Linked DNA regions of Gossypium hirsutum: regions 1, 2 and 3 are each linked to region 4. Evidence: chromatin contacts called from public Hi-C data. All regions are on one chromosome and are shown on one strand. Each heading gives the region's core, a stretch centred on a gene start, on an enhancer-like site or on the middle of the called end of the contact. The rest is flanking DNA. Distances are from core to core; before and after follow the strand shown. Region 1 holds the start of LOC107951092 (protein TIFY 10A). Region 2 has its middle 47 kb from the start of LOC107951092. Region 3 has its middle 25 kb from the start of LOC107951092. Region 4 holds the start of LOC107961637 (20 kDa chaperonin, chloroplastic).

Region 1 (3,423 bases), core at 769-3,268, 320 kb before region 4:
AATATCTGCCACGTTTAACTTTAAGAGGTGTGCGGTGCGTGTGCACCCACCACCAACCTTATCTTCCTCCGCGTTTCTCACATTACTTTGACTCTGTCTTTCCTCTTTTTTTGTGGTCTAATTTTGCTTTCACTCCTTGTACTCTTTAAAATTTGGTTCTTCTTATTTTTTTATTCCGAAATTTGATATATTATTTAAAAATACTGCCAATTTCATTAAATATTATATGTTATTTTAAAATAACCCTTTTTCGCTCATGATATGAAGCTGCTTGGAAACTATTTACATTTTACTTATTCAACTTTAAAAGGTTACGAAATGGTCACTGGACTATTCGAAAATTTTCATTCAAGTCATTGGGCTATTTGAAAGTTTTATTTAAGTTGCTAGATTGTTAAGTTTTTTTTTTAAAGTTCGGCTAGTGAGCTCTAAGCAATGTTTCGACAATTAATACTCATCGACGAATGAAAGAATATACCTTAGATATAAGTTGATCTAACAGTCAATGTCGAAGATTAGAGCAAAAAACTATTAGGACTTATGTTTAAAGTTGTTTCATAGAAAAGAATGAGAAAGAAAACTTTCAATTGGTGTAAGTGGTATGAAAAAAGAAAGCTATAACTTTCAATTGGTGTAAATAGTATGAAAAAAAAAGCTATACAATAATGATTTTAACAGTTTGGTGACTGAAATGAAAATTTTAAATAATCTAATGACTATTTTATAATTATTTTAAAATTAAGTGCTCAAAACTTAAATATACTAATAGTAAATTAATGTAAATAAGAATAAAAATGGTGTAGGGATATTTGGCGCAGGAGGCATCCAAAGTTTGCAGGCTCCTATTGGGGAAAGGGGCATGTGGATTGGCACATGTGCAATTATTATTGGAGAAAGCAACGTGCGGTTGCCTCTTTTGAGATTCAAGGAAGGCAAGAGAAGAGAAGGCGGTGTTTGTGGCGCCCACAGAAAATGAGGATTATGCACTCATTTTAAATTTTTATATTTAAGCTGACTTGTTTTACAAAACTACCCTTTTTTCACTTTAAACATCTGTTTAAATTTTTATGTTTAACTTAATGCTTATAATTAAGTAAATTGTAACTTGAGAAAACTACTCATCAGTAAAATCAAACTTTCAATTTTTCTAACCAAAAAAAATCAGACACCTCTCACTCTGAATTCAATTTATTTTTTTTTATTTTGAGGAAATAACGTTTACTCTTTTGCTTTTTTATTTTTTGCCAACTACCTTTGTGCTTATTTAAGTAAAAAGTAAATGCTAGAGGTTTTCAGGAAAATATTCTATCGTTTCTTTATAAAAATAATATTAAAATTTAATTACTTATAAAAATATGATGTTTCCTACGATGACTTTGGGTGTGGCTCCGTACATTGACTGCACTAATAAACTTTTGAAAACTTTAATCAAAATCATAAAGTTCAAAATATTTTTATTTGTATAAAACATCTAAAATGAGAGGAAAAAGGAAGGAAAATATATTATAAATATATAAATAATAATATTTTTGTCATACAACCATTTTTAATTAAGGTTAAACAAACAAAATATCAAAGAGAAAAAAAAACTTAGACACCAGTTATGACAAAAAAAAATTATTTTCAACCTAATCTCAAAGACTAATTGAGTTTTGCTGTCAAAGTTGGTATGAAATTTAGAATTTATATGCTCCAAATATGCAACTTTATAATTCCTAGTGTTTAATAAAAAAAAAGTAATTGGGTAAACAAAAATAGCCCCATATTTTATTTTTTTTTAATTCAAGTGAAATGAGTTATAATTGTTTTAATAATAATTTAATTAAATCTCCATAATCAAGGAATTTCGAAGATACTTTTATCAATATTGAAATATAAAAAAATAAACTGATAAAACATCGCCGTCGACACAGATACAGAAAATAAAAAACAAAAGAACACGTGTTGAAAATCCCAATCAAAGGAGACGAGACGATATAATAGTGAAGCACCCCTCACGAGTTAGGAACCTGTAGGGCTGCACCCCAAAATCTCTTTTTTTCTTTTTTCAAGCTTAGAAAAAAACCTCATTTATTCCTCGTGCTTTTTAACCCACCTTCCTCTACGAGCTTTGTTTTTTTCTGAGATTAAAAACAAAGCCAGTTTCTTTCCTCTTTTATAAATAAAATCTCTTTGCTTAGCCTAACATCATAATTTTCGAACATATCCTTAGTTTAGCTGTAAGTAAAGTTTTAAAGATCATTCTCTGAGAAAAGAACCCCACCCCACCCCACCCCCCCCCCCAAAAAAAAAAGAGCAGAAGGGGTAAATAGCTGGGATTCTGGTTTCTATGAATATGTCGTGTTCACCGGAATTTTTGGTTCAGAAACCGACGAGGTCACCGGAGAAGACAAGCTTTACCCAAACTTGTAACTTGTTGAGTCAGTACTTGAAGGAGAAAGGTAGCTTTGGAGATCTAAGTCTGGGTATGACATGCAACGATGAAGCTAATGGTATGTTCTTTAGTTCTTTGTTTTTTGGGTTAAATTTTTTAGTTTTGGATTAATTGCCCGTTTTAAAGCGGTTTAATTGAATCAATCTTCAAGCTCTAATCTCTCTTTTTTTTTAAATAAAAAAATAAAAAAATGGTTTTAATATTCAGATCTGAAAATCAGAAATTACAAATTGACATATTCATATTTTATTGTTCAAAACAGTCAAAAAAACATGGCCTTTATTCTCTCGGTCTCCCCTGAAAATAGTCCAGGAAAAGAAATTAACCATGTGCGTATAGGGGATTTGAATCATCATGTTTGCAACAAAACTCTATTGCGATATTTATCCCCTCAATTTTATATTCTGTTGCTAAAATGCCCTATTCTTTTTCCATTATAAATAGCCCCAGTAATTCTATTATGAAAGCATACAACTAGTAAAGAAGGTAGTTTCAGAAACATAAACGCCTAATGTATCGTTTTATTTATGGATATGTTGCAGAGACTCCCGAGATGCTGCGTCCCACCATGAATTTGTTTCCTGTCAATGAGAAATCCGGTGATGATTGCCTTGCGGCGCCTCCTCCTCGGAAACTGAGATCCATGGATTTGTTCCCTAATCAAGCTGCTTTTTCATCACCTAAAGATGATGCTCTGAAAAGCACCATGAACAAATTGGGTTCTTCAGTGGAGCCTCAAACTGCACAGATGACCATCTTTTATGGTGGACAAGTGATTGTGTTCAACGATTTCCCGGCCGACAAAGCTAAGGAGATCATGCTTTTAGCTGGCAAAGGCAGCTCTCAAAGCAATAGCTTCAACACCAATCCTCCCCACATCAATGCCCCCTTTACTTCTACCATAGCAACAAGTCCAATTGAGTCCGGTATCGGGGTTCCTCCTACCCCTAATTTCAGCACCACGGTAACTCAAGAATGCATACGATCTG
Region 2 (3,520 bases), core at 149-2,648, 360 kb before region 4:
AGGTAGTCCTACTCCTTCCAAAAATATATGACTAGAATACAAAGGGGCTAAACAACCCCTTAAAGCAAAGTAAGATAATTTAGAGGGTGAATTAGCTAAAAGTAACATTCTTTATCTTTTGAAAACTAGAGGTGAAAGCACAATACCCAAGCTTTAGTAGAAAGGAAGTTTTTGCATAATCATGGTCATACTATAAATGGAAGGATTTGCTTACTATGGAGGGGTAATTCACAAATTGATGCATTTGGTTTTATTGATCAGCTTCTAACTTGTTATGCTACCAATGACGGTCAACATTTGTTTTTGATAGTTATTTATAAAAGCAATAATAGTGCTAAAAGGAAGCTGCTGTGGGATGAAATTGGTGCTTTACAAGGGAGGATTGAAAAAAAAAACTGTTGGCTTATAGGAGGGGATTTCAATGTACTAAGTAATCCTGGGTAAATTTTTTTTTTTAACTATAATAGTTGCCATCAAGTTAATAGTGATATACAGAATTTTCTTGATTACCAATACCGCTTAGAGCACATGGATTCATTTTAATGAGTTATATGTATTAAAACGTCAAAAATTAATACCATTAGTCAGAAGTATTACATTAATAAACAATACAAAAGTAAGTATTATAATAGACATTTTGAAAATAAAAATACCACATTAAAATATTTTGAAATACCCCCTTACCTAGATAAACCATCGTCACAGATACTATATTAACAAAACATTTGCTCAACTTAAAAAAATACCATAATTTCAAAACTTCGAAAACGTTTTTAGTACAACATGAAATCATTCTCTAGGTTTTTGGACCAAGCAAATGCATGAGACCAACCTCTTTCACCCTAGTATTATAATTAAATTCTCTCTTTGATGTCAATACTATTTTTTATCTGTGTACTTTATTTTTTTTATTAGTTTGGCATCTATATTTTCATTTTATAATCTTACTTACCCAACTTAAATTTTCATTAAAATATTTCAAACTAACTAATCACTTGCTACCACATATCAAGGAAAATTAAATTTTCACTTCAATTATTTAAAAAATATAACAAAACTAAAAAAATCATTAAAAAACCCCAAAGATTGAACTCGGGAAATTATTAAAAAAACTAAAAAAATCATGATTTATTTTTTAAAATTATAAGTATGCAAGGTGTTTTGAGAATTAAATTTGACCAGCCGATTGAATTCAGAATCAGCTGGGTAACCGATCCAAACAATAGCAAAAGCCTGTTTGAACCAGGAATCGAAAAACCAATCAGACCGGTTTTTGGAAATTTTGGGCTCCTTGAGGTTGGGTTGAGCTAAAAAAGGCCCAACAATACAAAAGCTCTAACTTCTGTTTAAAAAATTCAGCCCAAGTGGAAAAAGGATAAAAGAAAAATAAAAGAAAAATAATTAAACAATAAAAACAAAAAATCTAAACCTACCCGTGACCCACCCACCCCAGCCCCCACACCCATCAGGCCATCAGCTTCAGCCCCAGCCGACAGTCCCTCTGCTGTCTTGCTAAAACCAACCTTAAAAATCGGTTGAAGAAGACAAAAAGGACTATTAACTTCTTTTTTTTAATGTTGAAAGAACAAAAGAGAATGGTGGAATTCATAAGGATGTTTTGGGTTTTAAAATGAAATTAAAAGTTGATTAAGTAATTTTTAGTAAATGCATTTATTTATTAAATAAAATATATTAATTAAATTAAATGTATATTTTTTTGACAAATATGTCCACGTGCAGCTTCCCATCGGTCCTCTATTTTCAAACATTAAATTGTACAAAATTCAAGTTCAAAAAATAATTTAGACAAATATATTTAAAAGATCAAACTAGAAAAAGTTGCCAAGTATGAAGATTATGGTTTTGTTCGGTAGAATGGAAAAAATAGAAAGATGGAAAATTGAAGAGGTAGAAAAATAGAAAGATAGAAAAAAAAATATTTTCATGAGTGTGCTTGGTAGAAAATATGGAAAATTTGAAAAAAAAATTAATTTTCTTTCCATCCATTTCTTGATAAGTTGAAAAACAAAATGAAACTTTCGAAAAATGCATAATTTTGAACTAATATATAAACCCCTCTCTCTTTCTTTCCTCGTATCTTCCCAGCTTGGAAGAATTTGTTTTTATGCATTAGGATTGGAGTCGTCTTAGAAGTTTCGTATCGGACCCAATTGTTATGCAAATAGCTTTGGTGTTGTTGCCTTCACTAGATGCGGGGAATGATTGGTTGTCATATAGATGGACGACTAGAAGTTCTTTTTCCATGCGGAAACCTATAGAGGTATGCATCACTTTGGTTCGGCTAATAGTTCTAATGTTTGGAAGTTGATTTGGTTACTGTGGAAGAACATATTGTTAACTAATGAAGAGAGAGTTAGGAGACATACGGCTTGTGAGGGCCACTGCTTGAGTTACATGTTGTTAAGGATTATTCCTTTTCACGGGCAGTTTGGAGCTCAATTATACCACCTCAGGAACAAGAATTGTTTGTATCATTACCACTTGATGAATGGATTGTATGTAACTTGCAGAACATAGGGGATTGTAGTAGTCATAAGGTAGATTGACAAATTTTATTTCCCATAGTGTGCTGGTTACTATGGAAAAATAGGAATATGTTTGTTTTTTAGTAGTCAAAGCTCCATCCAAGATGTGGTAGATACAAGTATCAGTTGGACGAAAGTTACTCTCCACCATCGGTGCCTAGATTTCATGCGAGACCTATGGTTACCTCTATGTAATGGCCAGCTCCAAAAAAAGTTTGGGTTAAGCTCCATACAGATGGTGCAGTTTCGATTAATTTTTACTCAACTGCAATTGGGGGAGTCATTAGAGATGCTGATAGAAATTGGTTATGTGGCTATTTAATGGTATTAGGGAAGGACGAAGTGTTCATGATTAAAGCGAGGTTAATATTAGAAAGGTTATGTTTATTATAGGATAAGGGATTTCACCAGGTTGAAGTTGAATGTGATAATGCCCTTTTGGTGGAAATAATTTTGGCTAGAGAAGTTATTGATAGTCATTTTATGGAACTACGAGCTATCCATAATCTAATACAAAGAAATTAGAGGATCTGTATCCATCATATTCCTAAAGCTCATAACGCAGTTACGAATTTCATGGCCAAGCATGTTGCCACATGTTTCACAGGTATCGAGGTGTTTATAGAACTCCCCACATTTTGTGCGGGAGCTAATTCAGAAGGATATTATAGGTTTTTTCATTTCCTGATTACTTTTGTAATCGTTTAATGTTTTTTTATTTACCGAAAAAAGTAAAATTTGAATATAATGGGCATTGTTGCCAATACAGGAGGATGAGGGTTTGAGTGCGTTAAAACGCATTATTCTCCTATTTATGAGTTGGGGAGAGGTTATGGGTAGTTCTAGGCATTTTGTCAAAAAGAGAAAATATGACCAACGACCACCCCCCAATAAACTAGCATTGTAAGTAAAAATACTGTTACAAAAGTTAGGAAATTAAGAGGTGTCCGCAATCGTACAGATCAAATTGTAAT
Region 3 (3,330 bases), core at 541-3,040, 290 kb before region 4:
CATTCAAACTTCCAATGGTCAATTAACCACATAAGGACCTTTACTCTAGAAAGCCAACTCAAATAAGCACTTAAACATCTAGCACACAGCTTTTATATTTTATGCAATTAGGTCTTTTTTGCAAATTAAGCACACAAACAGTTAAATTTTCACTCGAGACTTTCACACATGTCAATTCACTTATCAAATACACGGAAATTAATATTAAAATATTTTTCTAACTCGGATTTGTGGTTCCAAAACCACTATTCTGACTAGGGTCAAAACCGAGCTGTTACAGATTTTTTAATGGGTAAGTACACTTCAACCCTTGAACTTGGCAACTATTATTACTTGGTATCTAAATTATTTTTAGACTTAATTGATACCTAAATTTGGATTATGTTAATCAAGTGAGTACCTTTTTTAGCTACTTGAGTGATGCCGTTAATTTCGACACTTATATTAAAAAAGAAAAAAACATTTAAATTGAATTATCTTTAATCTACTTTAATATTTATTATTAAAAAACATTAAAAAGATAAAAAAAACTACCAATGTTACTCAAGTACTTAAAAGAAGTACCCACTAGATTAATAAAATTCAAATTTAGGTATCAATTAGGTCCAAAAAAAATTTAAATATCAAGTAAGTATTAATTGTTAAGTTTAGGACTATAATGTACATTAATCCTTTTATACATTTTTTTTTGTGATTAATGTATTATACTTTATAAAAATTAAAAAATTAATTCCTCTATTTTAATTTATCAAAATTAGATTTTGATAGTTGATGTTAATCGCAAACAAAAAGACTTCTGACTTTTATTTATCTTTTATTTTATTTTTATATATTTTTTACAAAAGAGGACAAAGCCCTAAAACAAACTGCAAGTCTATTCTAAGCAGAACCGCCCACAGGTAGCTCCCATGGCTTTCAATCTATAGGGCCTAGGGGGAGAGGTGAAAGCAGTCAAGCCTAGTCTTCCCATTGCTACAATGCTCTCCGATTGATTAACCACATGATTCGTCTCTTCATAAAAAATGCCCAACCCATTTTCTCATGCCCTGCATTTCTCATATAAACTATTGCTCAATTATTTAAACAAAAAAATTGTTAGTATTAACTTTTTAATTTTGATTTTGATTTTGATTTTGATAATTTTGTTTGGATTAACTTCTTACTTTTTGTAAAGTAAAAAGAATGGAAGCATATTTTATCTTTTTTTTTAATTTTAGACATTCTAAAATCATTTTAAACTTTAACTAAATCTAAAATTGAGTCGAATCAAATCTTTAAACTCGAACATAAAAATATTACTCCCTCAATAGTATTTTTAATTAATTATCACACACATCAAATACTTTACTACTCAACCATTTGCACTAATATAAAACTAATATGATTTTACACTCATTCATAACTTTTTTTTACGGTTGATATTTTAACAATTCAAATTTAATATAATTGTACTTGCTATAAATGTAAAATTTCAAATCAATCCGAGATTTCTATCATTTTAACCTAAAATGTTATCTATATTAATATATATATAATAGTTAAATTTTTTACATAAAATAAAAAATTAAAAGATTTTGTTTATTTTAAACTTTATATGCATGATTTACATAGATTAAACATTGAATTCAATAGTTGAATTAGAAAAATATAAAAATTATGAAATAATATAAAACTATATTAAATATATATTAGTTTATAATATAATTAATTATCACGCGTTTGCTTTGCTTCGTGTGGTTTGCCTACTTTTCTATTCACATATACTTGGCATCTTATCAGCCAGGTGTTTTTACCCAAAATAAATAAATAAAAAATTCAGGAAAATTAGGTGGGTGGTCCAAACTCCAAACAGGTGCGTAATTGTAATTTTATGAAAACTAGTTTTATTTCAACAATAATAATTGGCATTTGGTAATTCTCATGCTTTTCTTCTTCCGAAAGGGCTGATCTGTGAGCATAAATAAGGGGAAACAAGGGGTTGAATTTTGTTCTTATATTTCTTTCTTCACAATCATAACCTACCTTTTTTCTGAATTAAAGTCCAAATACTCTTCACTTGAAAATAAAAAACTAGAGACAATTAATAGTCAAATATTGAGATTATTAACTTTTGTCCAGTTTTTTTTTCAATATCAAATAATTATATTAGACTCTAATTAAATTTGAAACCGAATTAGAGTCTTAAACAAAAGTAAGGTTCTTCATGTTATTTTTTTTGCTCACAACATTAAAACTCAAAACTTTAAGGAGTATAATTACGTACAAATAACAAAACTCATTTGCTTTTAAGTGATAGACTAATGGTTTTTTTTTCGTATGATTAAGGTATCCTACATGTTTATTTTACATTCCATGAAAATTAATTATTTTGGGTTCGTAGTTATCTTTTTCAAAAATGTCTTTTTCAGTGTTTGAATTTGAATTTTCTTTTTAAAAATACAATATATTTTACTACTGCACTCAATACTTATTAATGTAATATACTAATAGTTACTGTAGCGTTAACTTTGCCAATAAGTGGTTGAATGTAATGGTAAGAAACATTACACTCCCATAACGAGAATACAAATTAAAAGAGACAACAACAAACCTAAATATCAACTGTAAAACTAATATGAAAAATTGAAAAAAAAAAAACTTCAAACCTTGAATCTAATATATTACCAAAGAAGTTGGGTATACAAATAACTTGCAGAAAAGGCAAATTAGAGTGGCCCAACAGATAAGTATCGGTTTGAAATTCTGAGGGGTTAAGTGGATTGAGTTTCATGTGAGAGACCAGTTCTTACACAATTCATGTGTCATTTTCCGTATTTGTTTTGCCACTGTATGAACACCAATACGATACATATTATCAAGTAATGATCTAATTTTTTTTAGTAAGAATGATTATACGTATCTTTTTTAATCGTGAAAGGTTTTGAAAACTGTTGGTCATTTTAAATCAACACGATAAAAATGATTTTTTAATAAATTATATATGATACTATATTTGGTTACTACTATAATAATAGGAGAAAGAAAACTTATTTAATATATATTACAATATTAAACATAAAATAAAAAATAATTAGTACAAATTTGAACTTAAAACTAAAATGACGAGAAAAAACTTTTATAAAAGAATGCCTCTTCAAAATAAGTTAAAGAAATTTTCTTTTTCCAAAATAAGTCATATTTATCAATTATACTAGTGAATAAATAACACTTATACTAAACATAACTTGAAATATTGTTTGGAATAATACCTCTATCCCTACGAGTAACAGCTAGAATTGGGGGAAGGCATTGCAGTTTAAGATTTGATTGAGCATGCTGATGGTAGGAATA
Region 4 (3,421 bases), core at 618-3,117:
TGTGTTTTGCTTCCTAAATATTTATGCACGAAATTAGAGGGTATAATTGCAAAATTTAGGTGGCAAACAAATAGGGGAAAAAGGGGATTCATTGGTGTGCTTGGAAGGATATTTGCTCGCTAAAAGAAGTGGGTGGTCTAGGTTTTCGAAGTCTTGATAAATTTAATATCGCATTATTAGCTAAGTAGGGTTGGCGTCTTATTAGTTATCCAAATTCTTTGTTAGCCCGTATTTTAAAAGCTAAGTATTACCCGAATACAAATTTCTTAAATGCTCATTTAGGTAACTTACCTTAACTTACTTGGAGGAGTGTTTGGTCAGCAAAAAGACTTCTGGAGGAAGGATTATGCTGGAGGGTTGGTAAAGGAGACCATATATCAGTGTGGACCGATCTCTGGGTGTTGGGTAAAGAAGAAGACAGAATACAAAATCACAGCAGAAATGAAAATATCAGATTAGTGTCTGACTTAATCGACGAAGTTAACAGAACTTGGAAGAGTTAATTGATTGTCCATACCTTTCATACGGATATTGCTAGGAAAATACTACAAATTTTGTTAGCAAAGTCCACTCATGAAGACTTTCAGGTGTGGAGAGGGGAGTCATTTAGAAACTGCTCAGTAAGAAGTGCCTATAAACTATTACAGGATACTACATTGAATCCTAGTAATTATATACAGGCCGATACTAAAAATTTTTACAAGAAATTGCGGAACCTATACATGCCTTCGAAATTCAAAATTACAATGTGGAAAATTTTGTGGAATTACATCCCCACTTTTTTCTAATCTGAAGATGAGAAGAGTAATGGTTGAGGATCAGTGTATTAGATGCCATCAAGGTGAAGGAGACAGTAACCATGTCTTCTGATTGTACCCTACAACGAAGGAAGTGTGGAGACATTTAAACTTCTCATGGGTTCTTAATAATAGCAATCCAGATTTTTGGACTTGGCTTACTTTGGTTTTCAATCAAGGGACGAATGAGCAATGTAGAATCTTTTGTTGCGGACTCTGGTTAATATGGACAAATAGAAACAAGTTAATCTATGAAGGCAAATCAAGCACCAGTCAAGATATCTCAAAACAAGTTACCAGTTACATTTCAGAGTTGGATGGTATAGAGGACAAAGTACTTATCTTGGAAGCAAAAACGAGACCCATACAGAACATGTAGAGGGCGAAGGTGGCTATCTATTTTGATGCGGCTTTTGACCTACAAAATTTTAGATCTACATCAAACCTAGTTGTTAAAGATGAGGGGGTAGAATCATAGCATTAAAATCAACTCTTCATTTCAACGTTGCATCTCCGTTTGGGTGGAAGCACATGTAGGATTTCAAGCAAAAAAATTAGGGATTCATATGGGTTTTCATACTCTGGACATACTAGGAGACTCGAGAACGATAATAACAAAATGTCAAAGTGCAGATCGTGACAGATCAAATATCGGAGCAATTATCGGTGACATTCAAAGTCTAAAGACACATTTCCAAGAAATCAGATCCCATTTCATCCCAAGGACAAAAAATACATGCGCTCATCTATTAGCAAAAGCAGCACTCAAGAATGGCAAGGAACAATACCTAGAGGGAGGGATTCCACAATCGATTAGAAGAGAAATAGAGAAAAATTTCCGGGAACTTTCAAATTAAAAGAGAAGAAGAAACGACTAAGACCATCGGAATGAAAGAGGAAAAGAAGAGTTTGTGACTTTTGAAATGGAAGAAAAGCAAATGGTTCTGTTTTGGAAATAAAGTAGATAAGCAAAAGATTTTTTTCAGAAGATCTGCTTCGCTTTACAGCTGTCTCGGGGATATGAATTGGCAGTATCATTATGATGGCCAGCTGTACCCGACGACTGGAGTATAGATATAGGTTTATTATTTCAGTTCAGTTTTTATTTTTGAATTTATGGGCCAATCTGATGGCGGCCAGTTTTTGTTATTTGTTTTCTTAGGCCTACTTAGCTAGAGTTAACCGAATCCAACATATGGGATATTTTTTTGTTTAAGATTTGAATTCATTAATCCAATTGAATTTTTTTTTAAAAGTATAGTCCCTCTTAAATCCATAAATAAAAAAATAATGCATTTTAACGCACTCAAACTCATATTTTTCTATATTGACATTAATATTCATATCAATCAAACTAATGCTAAATCAACAATAGATGAATATTTAGTAATTGTTTTCAAAGTTAAAAGCACAACCATAGGTACTGAAATGCATAAAAAGCGGTCCATAATTATAACGAAAAAAGAGTATACTTCACAAAAAATATTGATGTGTGGCGCAAAAAAGAACATCATTTGTCACAAAAAGAATCATCATTCACCAGTGTACTTTAAACTTTTTTTTAAAATTTTCTTTAAATTTTTTCAATAATATTATTAATTTCCACTGATTTCTTTTCAAATTTTTAATTTTTTTATAAATTTTATAATTCATATGTTTTTTTCTAGATTATATATATATATATTCTAAACTTTTATATATTTATTTCCATTTTTACATTTTTAATGTGTATATACAATTAATAAAGAAAATAGTTATTTTTGTATATAAAGGCACCTCGTGGTATTTTTTTAATTGGCTATGAGAAAAATTGGATTAAAAAAATATCACGAAGGTATATTTTAGGTATTAAATTGAAAATTCAAGTGTTTTTAAGGTATAAAATTGAGGGAAAAAAATAAGGATTAAAACGAGAAAACAAGTATACTTTAGGAGCTAAAATGAATGAAGCCTAAAATAAATAAAAACATATTATGTGTATATTAAGTCAAGTAGATTGAGGAAACATAATGGGAAATGGAATGTATTTACTTTCTTTGGGTTTGCAAGGTTAATAATACCGTAAGTTGTGATACCTTTTTGAAGAATAACTTGGATTGAAAAAAAGAATTGAGTTTTACTATTGATGAAGTTTACTAATTTGTTTTGGCTCCTGTTAGACGATTGAACTCTATGGTTGTCCATAGGAACACATTCATACTGACATGCCTGTAATTAAAAATGCCATCGGAATTATACTCACAAAAGGATTAGCATATGCCTAAATATAGAAAAAATTGCAGAATAATGAGATCCTTTTGATGCCAATAATTGGTAAGTGTTTTATTTGATGGGGTCGCTTATAAATATATCGAAGCTCAGCTTAGATGAATTTAAGCCATAGGCTTCCCAATGAAAAACATAAAAAAGTTTCTACTTTTTTGTTATTCTTGCTGCAAAATAAATAGGTCCTTGATATGTCTTAATAATTCGTGTCAGGAAAAAAAGTGTTCTTTTATGATAAAAAACTGTCAAAAAATTTGATTAAGTTTCTGTTAGAATTAAGTGACTTGAATAAATAAAATTCATATAGAACTACACTTCTTTTCTTACTACACTCTTATTAGAATATGACTTTACAAAGC

Evidence for each region. Hi-C and Micro-C count contacts between places; a contact is called where the count stands out from the background.
Region 1: a contact with region 4 is called in a Hi-C map of leaf, with 2.3 times the contacts expected there. The contact joins the promoter of LOC107951092 here to the promoter of LOC107961637 in region 4. A contact is called at or near these places in 4 of 34 Hi-C or Micro-C datasets (leaf and petal).
Region 2: a contact with region 4 is called in a Hi-C map of leaf, with 2.2 times the contacts expected there. The contact joins the enhancer-like site here to the promoter of LOC107961637 in region 4. A contact is called at or near these places in 16 of 34 Hi-C or Micro-C datasets (anther, callus, hypocotyl and 3 more).
Region 3: a Hi-C map of leaf shows a contact between it and region 4, with 5 times the contacts expected there. The contact joins the enhancer-like site here to the promoter of LOC107961637 in region 4. A contact is called at or near these places in 4 of 34 Hi-C or Micro-C datasets (all in leaf).

What each region holds. Positions count from the first base shown.
Region 1 is chrA06:21,226,043-21,229,465 of Gossypium_hirsutum_v2.1, forward strand. It overlaps LOC107951092 (protein TIFY 10A), which reads left to right and starts at 2,019. Exons shown (of 5, transcript XR_001698316.2): 1 at 2,019-2,492; 2 at 2,977-3,423.
Region 2 is chrA06:21,179,468-21,182,987 of Gossypium_hirsutum_v2.1, forward strand. No RefSeq gene overlaps it. Among protein-coding and RNA genes, the nearest start is that of LOC107951092, 47 kb to the right of the region's middle. Within about 2 kb of position 1,399, at least 2 of the 9 cell types and tissues checked have an H3K27ac peak or open chromatin away from gene starts, as enhancers often do. A contact at or near this core is called in hypocotyl and leaf, where this site is marked.
Region 3 is chrA06:21,251,806-21,255,135 of Gossypium_hirsutum_v2.1, forward strand. No RefSeq gene overlaps it. Among protein-coding and RNA genes, the nearest start is that of LOC107951092, 25 kb to the left of the region's middle. Within about 2 kb of position 1,791, at least 3 of the 9 cell types and tissues checked have an H3K27ac peak or open chromatin away from gene starts, as enhancers often do. A contact at or near this core is called in leaf, where this site is marked.
Region 4 is chrA06:21,541,781-21,545,201 of Gossypium_hirsutum_v2.1, forward strand. LOC107961637 (20 kDa chaperonin, chloroplastic) reads right to left here and starts at 1,868. Exons shown (of 10, transcript XM_041115858.1): 1 at 1,586-1,868; 2 at 960-1,215; 3 at 518-877; 4 at 292-394.